Regions from separate parts of the Mus musculus genome. Here region 1 is linked to region 2. The links are chromatin contacts, called in public Hi-C maps. All regions are on one chromosome and are shown on one strand. Each heading gives the region's core, a stretch centred on a gene start, on an enhancer-like site or on the middle of the called end of the contact. The rest is flanking DNA. Distances are from core to core; before and after follow the strand shown. Region 1 overlaps Fstl4 (follistatin-like 4). Region 2 overlaps Gm30366 (a long non-coding RNA gene).

Region 1 (5,582 bases), core at 992-3,491, 250 kb after region 2:
ATGGACCAGAAGGATGGTGTGTCTCCAGCAGCGCAGATAGGTTCTGCATCCTCTGGCTCCCCTGGGGGTCCCAGTTAGGCCAGTTATTGGGGTGGGGGTGTGTCTCCTGTGTGCCTGGTTATGATAGACCTCCTGGGATTCAAGCTGACTCTTGGTGTGGGAGGGGATCTGGTACCTATGTGTTTTTAAAATGTGCCCTTCAGAGAATTGCCTCATTGGCTGACTTAAAACTGAGCCCTTATTAGCCATCAGGTGTCTGTGATACACCTGTTCCATTTTTCTCCTGTTTTGAAGGTTTTGAATCTTTACAATTGTGTGTGTGTGTGTGTGTGTGTGTGTGTGTGTGTGTGTGTGTGTGTGTGTGTGTGTGTGTTATGTAGCGGGCAGGAGCATGCTGGGGTGCATTTGTGGAGGTCAGGGAACTACTTGTAAGAGTCAGTTCTCTCCTCTGCTATGGGGCTCCCAGGGATCAAACTCAGGTCATCAAGCTGGGTCCAAAATCAGGCAGTACCTGAATGATGATGAGCTGAATAAGGGGCTAGGGTGAGGCCTGTTATAATGCAGCCCACTTCCTGCTTCAGACAGGAAGACGATCATCTCTGTGCTCCAAATCAACAGCAATGGAAAGTTTGCTGCTACTTTTTGTTTTCTTAACATTGTAAAATGTGTAACAAGTTGCTCACTTTCCCTCCTGGGCCTCCCCTCCCATCCCCCCAGCCACCTTCATTCTCTAGCTGCACCTGTGCCTTTCTGTCGGCCCCGCCCCCCTCCTGTCTCTCCCCTCCCCCAGCAGGCGCTTGTAGCTAGGACTCCAGACATCCTCACTGCACTCACTACTTTCTGCCTGCCCTCTCTTTTCATCTTCCCCGGGAATGGGGTCCCCACTTTGAGTGATGGCTGTGTTTCATCTGCAACTGACTAAAATTACGTGGCAGTCAGAGGCTCCCTTTTATCTCCTCCCTGTCTAGATGTCAAGCAAATCCCAAAGTTAAAACACAGGTTTTTATGAAGCAAACAGAAGTCTTGTTGGAATCTGTAGTCTTGAGGACAGCTGGAGGGCCTCCCACTGTTGGGCCCACTTGCTCTCTCCCTTTGGGGAATTTAATTATGCTGAGTTATCCTCTCACCTACAATCATCCACTCCTTCCAGAAAGGTTAGAGAATAGCATTAGTCACTAGGAAATTTTGTTCTTGGAAATGTTTGGTTCTTCTATCATCAGCTTGTATATTCTCAGAGGGTAATGTGTCAATCACATTTAAAAAACAAAAAACAAAAAAACGAAAAACAAAACCAACCAAACAAACAAAAAAACCACGGCTGTTTTGTAAAAGAGCTTGAGAACCCAAGCTTGGAAAATGCACTCCTTCATTACTGTGTGGTTTTCCGTGCTGAACTCCTTACCCCAGAGGGCACGACAGCCCCAGAGGTGGAAAGCTGAGGTCTTGTTGCCACGAAGGACAAACTCTAGTCACATCTGCTGCAGTGTTACAGGCCACACTCTGTGCTGTGGGGCATTGTGTAAAGGATGAGGAAGGGTTGGGTTGGGTTGGTTTTGGAGACAGACCTGAACCTGTCACCTTGTTCCCATCACTCTCTCTTCAGAGCCCAGGCACATGCTATGCCCAAGACCAGGGCTCAGTACACTTGAGTCTCCATCTTAGCAATGAGGGTTAATGGTCCTGGAACCTGAGACATGCTGACCACTGTGAAACTTGTCTTTACAAAGTGAGGGCTGGGTTGCCCTTTCAGGGGCCCTGGGAGGGACAGATGGGCTAATGGGAACAAAAGCAAGAAGACTGCAGAGACAGGGGTAGGAAATGATGGAGGAATAAGACCTCTACTAATGATGATTGAGACTCAGAATAGAATTCCAGACAATCTCCTTGTCCTCCTGCCCACCCCCTCACTGTCTGTCTCTGAGAAGAGCAAGAGAGTATTCAGGGGAGCAGTTTGCCTTCCACCTGCAAAGCTTCAGACTGGCCCCGGGAGAACTGAGGACACAGAAATCCACTCACCTCTGCGGGGCAGCCATAAGGAGATGCTCCACAGAGGACTCTCTCAGTATACATTGGTTGGCAGAATAAATGAAGATCAAAATCTGAGATGGCAGGGTGTGGGTCTCCTCTCACAGAATCCTCTCATCCAGCTAAAAATGTATGTAGCAGGAGGGAGGTGAGGGGGTGGGGTGTAGCTTTGCTTCCTCAGGGACTTCAAAGGGACTGCAGAGCTGTTCACAGTGGCAAGCCTTGGCAATATGTCAGAGGCTCCAAATCCCCAACACGGGATTAGTCATCTGAGCCTGTGTTCAGCCACAGAAGGAATTTAAAACCGTGTTAAGAGTGTGCTTCACTGAAGCAAATGTAAGTTGTCACTATTACGAACAGCGCATTTTAAACTGAACGGAAACCCTGGGAGGTTGCCTGATTTCTGGGTGGGATTAGGGGAAGCAGCTGGTAACTGCGGCTTATAGGTGCTTTCCCAGACACATAGCCTCACAGCCATGATGATATGCATCTGGCTTTTGCTTGAGTAGCTCAAACAAATAACTATATTATAAGGGTGATTCTCCTTACCTCTCGGGCCCCTTGGACCCAGTAATGTAATTGTAACCAGGAGATGACTGTTCAAATGATGGGATGCCCTGAGAGATTTGCTCCAAGTCACCACCCACTGGGGTTAGAAGAGAGCTGCCTAGAAGATGTCTGTGTGCTTTATAAACAGCCTTGAGGGGGACTGAGGTGTAGATGGTCAGCGGCCTGTGGCTGAGTGGTACACCTAACAGCTGGCATTCTTTCTAATTGATCAGCATTATTATAAGTTTATTAATGGTGGGAATAAGGTGTGTGTGTGTGTGTGTGTGTGTGTGTGTGTGTGTGTATGTGTGTGTGTGAGAGAGAGAGAGAGAGAGAGAGAGAGAGTGAGTGAGTTTTGTTGATTTTAGGTCTTGAGAGATGAGAGATTGCTCAGAGTGTTTGCCATATGAGTATATATAAATTTAAACTCCAGAATCGTAAAACTGTAAAAAAAAAAAAAAAAAAAAAGGCCAGGCACAGTGAGAAGGCAAAACCAGGTAAATCTCTGTGTCTTCCTGGTCAGCCTAGACCCCTAGGTAAGCTCCAAGCCAGTGGAAGACCCTATGTTGAGAGAAAGATCAAAGGCATCTGAGGAATGACTCTCAGCCTTGTCTGTGGCTTCCACACACTCATGCGCATGTGTGTACTTGAACACACAGGAGCACACACATGTAAAAAGAAACCCCTATACTCCCATCTAGATACCCACGTATGATGACTATGGCATTTCCTATAAATAGGGAATGTACACGTGTCAACAGACGTCACTAGAAATCTCTTCCCCTGGGCTCTGTGTTCCCAGGGCTGCCTACCGAGAGGACTCTGGTTCTAACACAGTGAGTGGCACACAGTATTCTCTCACACCTATCTTCAGCAAGAGAGCGTTTAAGGAAGCTTCGGTCCCCTGGACGCCCTCTTCATAGTCCTGCTCACGAAGAACTACAACACTCAGAGGCTGATAAAGGCTGAAGTGAGCATTTTAGAGCCTGTGCATTGAAGTCTCATTTTGAGCAAAATAAATGAAGCTTTTAAGGTTCTCTCCAACTTCCCAGAGTCCTGTTAAGATTCCATCCGTGATTTTATGCTTTCTCTCCACCTACACAGTCTATGCTGGCTGCCTGCCTGCCTGCCTGAGTCCTGGTTTCCTACCAAGGCCTGGCCCACAGGAACTGCTACTTTGACAGAAATGGGGGCATGAGGGGGACACTCACAGCTTCTGCCATCATAGAAGCTCTAGGGGCATGTCACCTAGCGCAGGTGCCCGTGACAGGTCTGGGTTCTGCTGTGACATCAGCAATAGAGCCCAGTAAAGGTAGTAATTGGCGCATCTGGAGAGGACCATGGGAGAAGAGGCTGAAAATGGGGCTTTTGGGGACCTACAGTTAGGCAGGAGGCTGCCGCACATAGCCAGTCTGTGTGTAAGTGGTCTACTCTGCGTTGCTGGAATGTGGTCCCTGGATAGGTTCCTGTGTGGATGCTGCAGCCCAGACATGAGACACCCTGTCTTCTGTGTTTATTCACTATGGATATGTTTGCTTTTCTGCCTCAGAAAGGAGAGAGTTGTTTACAGGCACACTGTCAAAATATTGACTCAGAGTAACCTGTGATTCCAGGACTGAGAAGAGGGAAAATACCTCACTTTCCACGCTGATAAAAGCCTGGGCACCGGGTGTGCCATGGTGCCCACACCCTCAGAGTGCCAGAGCAGCATGCTGAAAGAGCATGGACGCCTTTCCTCAGCAGCCGTGGGCTTCCTTCTCAGTGTTGCAAGAGACAAATGTACAGAAACCAAGCACCAGTCTGCCAAGGGATGTCAGCATCTCATCATCAGAGCTGGTTTCACCCAGATAGACGGCAATAGCATTGATCAAAATCTGTGCTTAGAGTCTCATGAGGTCTAAGGACGCAGATGTAGAAACAGTCCATCTTCCGAAGCTCCCCCTGCCTCTCTGTGTTCTCTGTGCTGGCAAGGTATCCAGAAATGCCTGGAAATGGCTTTGGAGTGTAGGACTCAGTTTTCATTACATCTGTTGGGGACAGTCGTCACGACACTGACACCAGCAGCCAGGCAAGTCACTCCTGTGCTGGACTGGATGTGGAAAGCTTTCAGGGAAGTGAAATTACACATCTGTACAGCCCAGCATTGTAAGAAGACATGATCGTAAGAATTGTCTTAGGCAGAATAATCCAGTGCGGAGGTCTCCCGGGGCAGGCAGAAGCTGTAGAAACCATCACCTGGGAAATCCCTAATTCTCTAGACCTCCAGAGCATGCAAAAATATCTTTCCTATCTCTCTGCGTGCCTCTTGGGTATCCATTTAGTGCAGCATTGATGCCTTGGCCAGCTCTCACTTGCTCATGTAATTCATGACTCCAGTGCAATGTCCAGCTCCGTGGAAACCTCGGAGTAGGAAGCCGGCTTCAGTCATGGCAAGGCCAGGCAGGGATTCTACAGGGAGCTCGGCTGAGAAGGGCTCCCCAGGGATCTCAGCCCTCGTTTCCGAAGCTCAGGATTGGGGCTTCCTGTGGACTTTGAGCCTGCCAAGCAATGGCTCCCTGAAAAGGGTAGGACAGACCAAGGTAACCCACCCCAGCACCAGTTAAACCCAGTTTATATTGCTGGTGTGGTCCCTCATGTCCCCACTCCACCCCATAACAGTTGGCAGGGTGGTTTTCAGGCAAGGCTTATAGCCAGAGCTTTGGAGATATGGGAATCTAAGAATTGAATGGGCAGTCCCCAGATGCCAGGGCATAAGGCTAGTGAGTGGTCTAGAGACTGCGGGAAGCATAAAACCACCTTGCCTTGGATGAGGGCTGGACACCACGGAGCCTGTAGAACTGGAGCCTTGGAAATATTCACTTGTCTGGCACCCTGATCAATACCCCAACTCCAGGGAGAGTCTTTCTGTTCGTTTTAATTTTCCTTGAGAGAGAAACTTGGCATTGGGTTAGGAGCTTTTCTCCAAATCTGCATATTTGGAACTTTTTTTTTTCTCACCCAGATAAGCC
Region 2 (5,692 bases), core at 896-3,395:
TCTGAGAGGAGGACAGAGCCTCACCGTTCCATGAACTTTCATTTATAATCTCCACACTCAAAAAGAGAGCGCTAATCACAGGCATCCTTAAGGGTGCTTGCTGCCTGATGTTCTCTGGAACGATGTGCATATCACACGCTTTCGGATCTGTGATTTGTAGATGTCAAATCCCCTGAAACAGAGTGACGGGATGGTTCCTAGTGCAGGGCCCCACTGTGAATGTCTCAAGGATAATGGGGTTGTCTCAGCTGAGTGGAGGCCGTCAGATGAATTTTCTTGGCTTTATTTTACAAGGTGTTAAAAAACTTGTTTTTGCTTAATGTATTAGCATTCATTCCTCGGCTTTGAAAATGAATCCTTCTTTGAAAGGAGAGTTTTAAATCTGAAATATGAGGCCCGTGTAGCAGTGTTTGAAATCATTAACTGTCCCTTCAATATTAATTGTGGGTACATCCATCACGGGGGAACTTGTTTGCCATTAACGTGAGGGGAGTGCAAAAAGCAAGAGTCTCTGGAACCCCTCCAGGGGTGAGGCTGTCACTCAAAACTTTGTTCTGGAATTGATCCGACCTCAGAAATGGGCTGCATCTATTGACAAAATGACAGTCTGTAGTTTTAACCAAGCTGAGTGTCGGGGGTTTTTAGCTTGTGGAATGGGAGTTGCTTCATGAGGAACCTGCCAGGAAGCTTTGGCCCTGAATGGAGCTTTTAGGGATGGATTTGATGAGCCTGAGGGGGTCAAAGGACAGGGCAGCTATCTCTGCCAACAAGTCTGTTTATTTGCAGTAGGGACCACCTGCAGCAGCGCTTGGGTTGGTTTGCGACTCTGGCTGAGAGGACGTTAATCTGCATATATTATTCGCAGGTACTTGCATTTCTCTGCAGTCTGTCCTCCCTCTCCTGGAGATTTGGTGGCTATCTCCTCATGGGTTCACTGGTGTCCGAGTGGTCAACTCTCCTTGGGGTTGGGACTTTTCATTTTGCTCTTTTTCAGCTCCTTTGCTTGTTAAACTCTAATCTAGGTCTACAATATTTTCTGATAAACGCAAAGTCAGAGCTTCCTCCAGTTGCACAGCAAGCCAAATCCACAGAGCCTCCTGCGAGTGTTTCTAATGGAAGGGCTTTGCCTGCAATTAGGAGCTAGCTTTCCAACTCTGGAAACATTCTGCTCCTAATGGTATGGGCCAGCAATTGGAGTCCTTTTATTTATTTTTAAGTAATTAATTAGTTAACTAATTGTTCTGAAGACAGAGTCTCACTATGCAGTTCAAGCTAGCCTGGACCTTACTATGTAGACCAGGCCGACCTTGAACTTGTAAGGAGCCTCCTGCCTCTACCTCTGGAATGCTGGGATTGCAGGTTTTTTCTACTATGCCTGGCAAGAGTGTCTTTTTATTATTTTATTTTATTTGGTGAGACTAGACACAGATACATGTGCATTTATACAGTAAGAAATAAGAATAAATCTTTAAAATTATGGTTTTTGTTTATGGACTAAGGAACTCATAAAATGTTATTTTCCTGATTCAGAGGAGGGAAGAAAGCTGGGGCTGAGGTTTTAGTCCCCAAAGTAAGCAACCTTGACCCCACTGTGGGCAGAATTGCTCCACTTTCCCTCCGTCCCTCTTTTTTTGATGATCCAAAGAATTTTCAGTAGACTTTTCTATACTTTCCTGGTCTAGGAATATCTAACCTGCCTTTTTCCCTTCAATAAATCCAATCTACCAAGCACCTATTGAGTGTCAGCTCTGTAAAATTACCATGGAAACCCAAGCGGAATCTTTCAAATGCTCTGGGGAAAATTGCTCCCACATCCCGTTGACACTGTAGGGAGATGGGTGCATCTCAGGCCAGGCCAGGCCTGTTCCCCTGCTCGTCTTCAGCGGGAACAGAAAAGGAGAGACAGATGGAGAGGGGTTTCACAAAGCTGATAATACAGCCTTTTGTCCTGGGTAGTGTAACAACTGTGCTTCAAGGGAACCGGGGTGAAAAGCCGAGGCTTTGATTTTGACTGCCGCCAAGAGCCGAGTTCAGTTACAGCTGCCTCTGCCTGATGCTGTCAGCGCCCACACAGCTCTGTGCCAGAGCAGGACTTACAAAGGGATGTCTCGCAGCCTGGTGACAGCCTTGTCTCTAGCACCTTGCAGCACAGCGGGGACCAAGGGCTTCTAAAGATCAAAGCCCCGATTATAGGAGACACTCATCACACAGTGGGAGTCAGGCTCAGCCCGACAGTGAGGCCTTGAAGCCGCTGAATTGTGCTTGGCCAGTTCTTGGAGGAGCCAAGGGACCCCCCATGGCTTGTTTTTAAGGTGACATTAGTTTCAAATGTACTTAGGAAAGTTCTGACTTAATAGAGGGCTGATGGTGGAACTTAGGCAAGAGCTTGCAAGTGACCCCCTCAGTCTCTCTCTCTCAAAATAAAGGGGGCTAAAACCATGAATGATATTCCCTGAGTTAGTTAACAGAAAAATCCATATGTAAGTTTAGGGGACTGATTGACCTAGAGACTGAATGATAACCACTGAGGACACGGTTTCTGTTCTATACCTTCCAGACCTGGTGGGGGTTGCTTGTAGCTCTGACCTGGATGGTAGACACAAGTCACGTGATTACCATTGAACCAGTCGATCACTGGTGGGCAGAAGGAGAGCTTAGGTCTCCTTGGTGCAAGAGTTTGCTTTTGGAGCCAAATGGGAATGGGAAGCTCTTTGGGGGGTGGGGGGGGGGAGGACTTTTTAGGAGGGGAAAGTCATCCAGGAGAGCAAATGACAAGGGGCTGGTAGAATTTCACATGACTCGAGTTTACCGGCCTTTATCTTGCTAATATCTGATGACAGATAACAGTAATAGTAACTTACCCAGGTTTATACTTATCAGCGACTTCTGAATCTGCTGTTTGATTTCAAAGATGCCAATATGTTAGGTGCTTCATGTGAACTGTATCATCCACACTGTCCGCAGAGTCTTATTCCTGTAGTAGCCCAGGCTAGTCTTGAGCCCATATTCCACAGGCCTCTCTCTCCTGAATATTGGGTTACAGATGTGAACTGCGCATCAATCTTTCTTCTTTTCTTTCCTTTTCTTTTCTTTTCTTTTCTTTTCTTTTCTTTTCTTTTCTTTTCTTTTCTTTTCTTCCTTTCCTTTTCCTTCCTTCCTTCTTTCTTTCTTTCTCTTTCTTCTTTCTTTCTTTCTTTCTTTCTTTTTTTCTTTCTTTCTTTCTTTCTTTGCACAGTTAGGGAAACAGAAGTACAGAGAAATAAAGTAACTTTCCCCAAAGTCACAGAAGGCATGAACCGTAGAGTCAGTCCATACGTGAACCCATAAGTGAACTGGACTTGGGCTCTAATGTCTTTGCTTTTCAAGGCCCCACGCCAGAACCCCAGTGTTCTACGTGGTGCAGAGTACTGATTTTCTACCAGCAAATGGCAGGCGCCTTCTCTAGACACTCTGATTTTCTAGAAAGGTGCTATCCAAGTTCCTGGGTTCTAGACATGCTCTATCACTGACCTGCCCCTGGACCATGGTCCTTGCCTTCCTTATCCTCAACACCTCACCAGGAGCAAGAGTGCCGACTGCTTCATGTCTAGGGTCTTTCCCATCCCAATCAGGACCCCTCAAGTCTAAATTGGGCTTTTTCTGCCTCTGATGTGCTGCTTCCTGGCAGAGATGCTTCTCTTCACAGGCTCTTGTTTTGCCCTTAAGTGAAAAGAATATTCAAATATTTCCCTTGCAAATCTGAGAGAACCTGAAGGCAACAAAGGAAGCATGCCCGGGGAGGGATGACTTTCCACAGGATGATGCTCAATCCACTTGAGATGTTTCTGCTCAGCCCTCGGCCTTTGATCTCAGCTGTGTGACTCCTGCTGTTTAGGCAGTGCCCTGTCTGCACACTCGGCCTTGCTGTGCACAGAGTGAAAAACCTGTGTGGCCTCTGCTTTGGAGGGAAGAGAGACCCCCTCTCCATGCTCATGCTCCTTAGAGGAGGAAACAGCTTAGTTTTCAGGAGCTTCTTTTCGTTAGTTCTTCTGCACATGTATGAACTTTTTGCTTTATTGTGTGCGTGTATGTGCTATGGCATGCCTGTGGAGGTCAGAGGACAACTTTTGGGAGCTGGGTCTCTCCTCTTACTATGTGGATTCTAAACTTTGAACTCTTCAGGCTTTGCAACAAGTACCTTTACCTGCGGGAGCCATCTCCCAGCCCCTCCCTCATGTTTATCTGGTTTGGCAGTGAAAGGGCCCTTCCAAGGGTCTCTCTGAGGGCCGAGGGACCTATTGTTCAACATGTTGGGTGCTTTATATCAATCAACTACTCTCCGGGCACCAACCTTGATCACTGCTGACCATGCCTACTGTCCATGCTTCTGAAGTTTCCTCTCCCATCTCTATGTCTCTGTCACTGGCCTTGAAAATAGCTTTTGTTACCTTATATAGTGTCCCTCTATAGTTTGGGGGGAATGTAGTTTTTTTTTTTCCTTTCTCTTTAACATCTGCCTTGAAGTAGGGAATGGCTGTGCTCAGCAGGTGTTCCTGGTGCTATTGGGAAACCGGGACTTGGGGATCATGAGGAGACACTTCTGACAGTAGCTGGGTATGTCTCCCTCTGATGTTCAGCTGCTTAGCAACCCCCACAGTGCAGCCCTGCTTGCTTCTCTGTATCAGTTGGACCAACCACCAGGCGGACTGCCTGTGTCTGTATTTAGATTAAGGAGTTGCTTTTTATGCTGTGTGGACAGCCTAGAGGTCAGAGAGCACTATGGTTCCTATGTGGTGAGGGGGATGCTGTGGGTAGCTTTGTTGACCCCCTCCTGTCTCCAGCTAGTGTTCCCATCCCATGGCTCAGTGGCTGCTGCAATTCTCCACGTTCTGCCTTCTTAAAGACGGGACCTACTTTGCCCAGGGAGTGTTGCCACTTTCCTACCCCAGTGTGAGGGGGGCAGTCCAGGTGCATCTACTCAAGATGAAGTCAACTGTGGGGCAGCTTGTGCTTTACAGGATGGGTCCAGACTCTAGCTGTGGCTGCATCCGACTCCCCCACTCCTACATTCTTTTTCCAGAGAATGTTTGTTAAAACAACAACAACAAACACACAAAACCTAATCCCTATCTTTGGGTCTGCTTTCAGGGAGTCACACCTAAGATTCATGGCCATTGTCAACTAGGACTGTGTCACCAACAGAGGCTTATATAGACAGTTGTTCTAAAGAGTCCTCTTCCATTCACTCCAGCCTTTGCTTCACCTCCTGCCTTACTTTTCTCATTGGTGTAACAAATACTTCACCAAATCAACTCAGAGAGAAAAGGTTTTAACTTAGCTTACAGTCGCAGGGTACAGTCCATTAATGTGAGGAGGTCAAAGGTGGTAGGAGCTAGAAGCTGGTCACACTACATCCACAACCAGCAAACAGAGCTATGGACGTGTGCTAGTGTTCAGAGTGCTTTTTCTATTTTTCTACAATTCAAGATCTCTGCCTGGGGGATGGTGCCACCCACAGTGGGTGTGTTGTCTTACTTCAACTAACTTAACCAAGATAATTTGTCACAGGCATGCCCAGAGGCCCATCTCTCAGGTGATGTTGGGTCTCATCTAGTTAACATATGAAATTAACCATCAGTTTTTCCTTTTTCTTTTTTCTCCTCTAACTTTCTTGCTAGTTCATATTCTTATAGAATACTTAATAATCTGTCCA

The links. Hi-C and Micro-C count contacts between places; a contact is called where the count stands out from the background.
Region 1: a contact with region 2 is called in a Hi-C map of cerebral cortex, with 3 times the contacts expected there. The contact joins two enhancer-like sites. A contact is called at or near these places in 4 of 484 Hi-C or Micro-C datasets (cerebral cortex and cortical neurons) and 1 of 9 other capture datasets (embryonic stem cells).

The regions. Positions count from the first base shown.
Region 1 is chr11:52,886,035-52,891,616 of GRCm38.p6, forward strand. All of the region lies in intron 3 of Fstl4 (follistatin-like 4), which reads left to right. Among named protein-coding and RNA genes, the nearest start is that of Fstl4, 120 kb to the left of the region's middle. Within about 2 kb of position 2,242, at least 22 of the 459 cell types and tissues checked have an H3K27ac peak or open chromatin away from gene starts, as enhancers often do. A contact at or near this core is called in cerebral cortex and cortical neurons, where this site is marked.
Region 2 is chr11:52,640,021-52,645,712 of GRCm38.p6, forward strand. The region is part of intron 2 of Gm30366 (a long non-coding RNA gene); the gene reads left to right. Among named protein-coding and RNA genes, the nearest start is that of Gm39823, 63 kb to the right of the region's middle. Within about 2 kb of position 2,146, at least 34 of the 459 cell types and tissues checked have an H3K27ac peak or open chromatin away from gene starts, as enhancers often do. A contact at or near this core is called in cerebral cortex and cortical neurons, where this site is marked.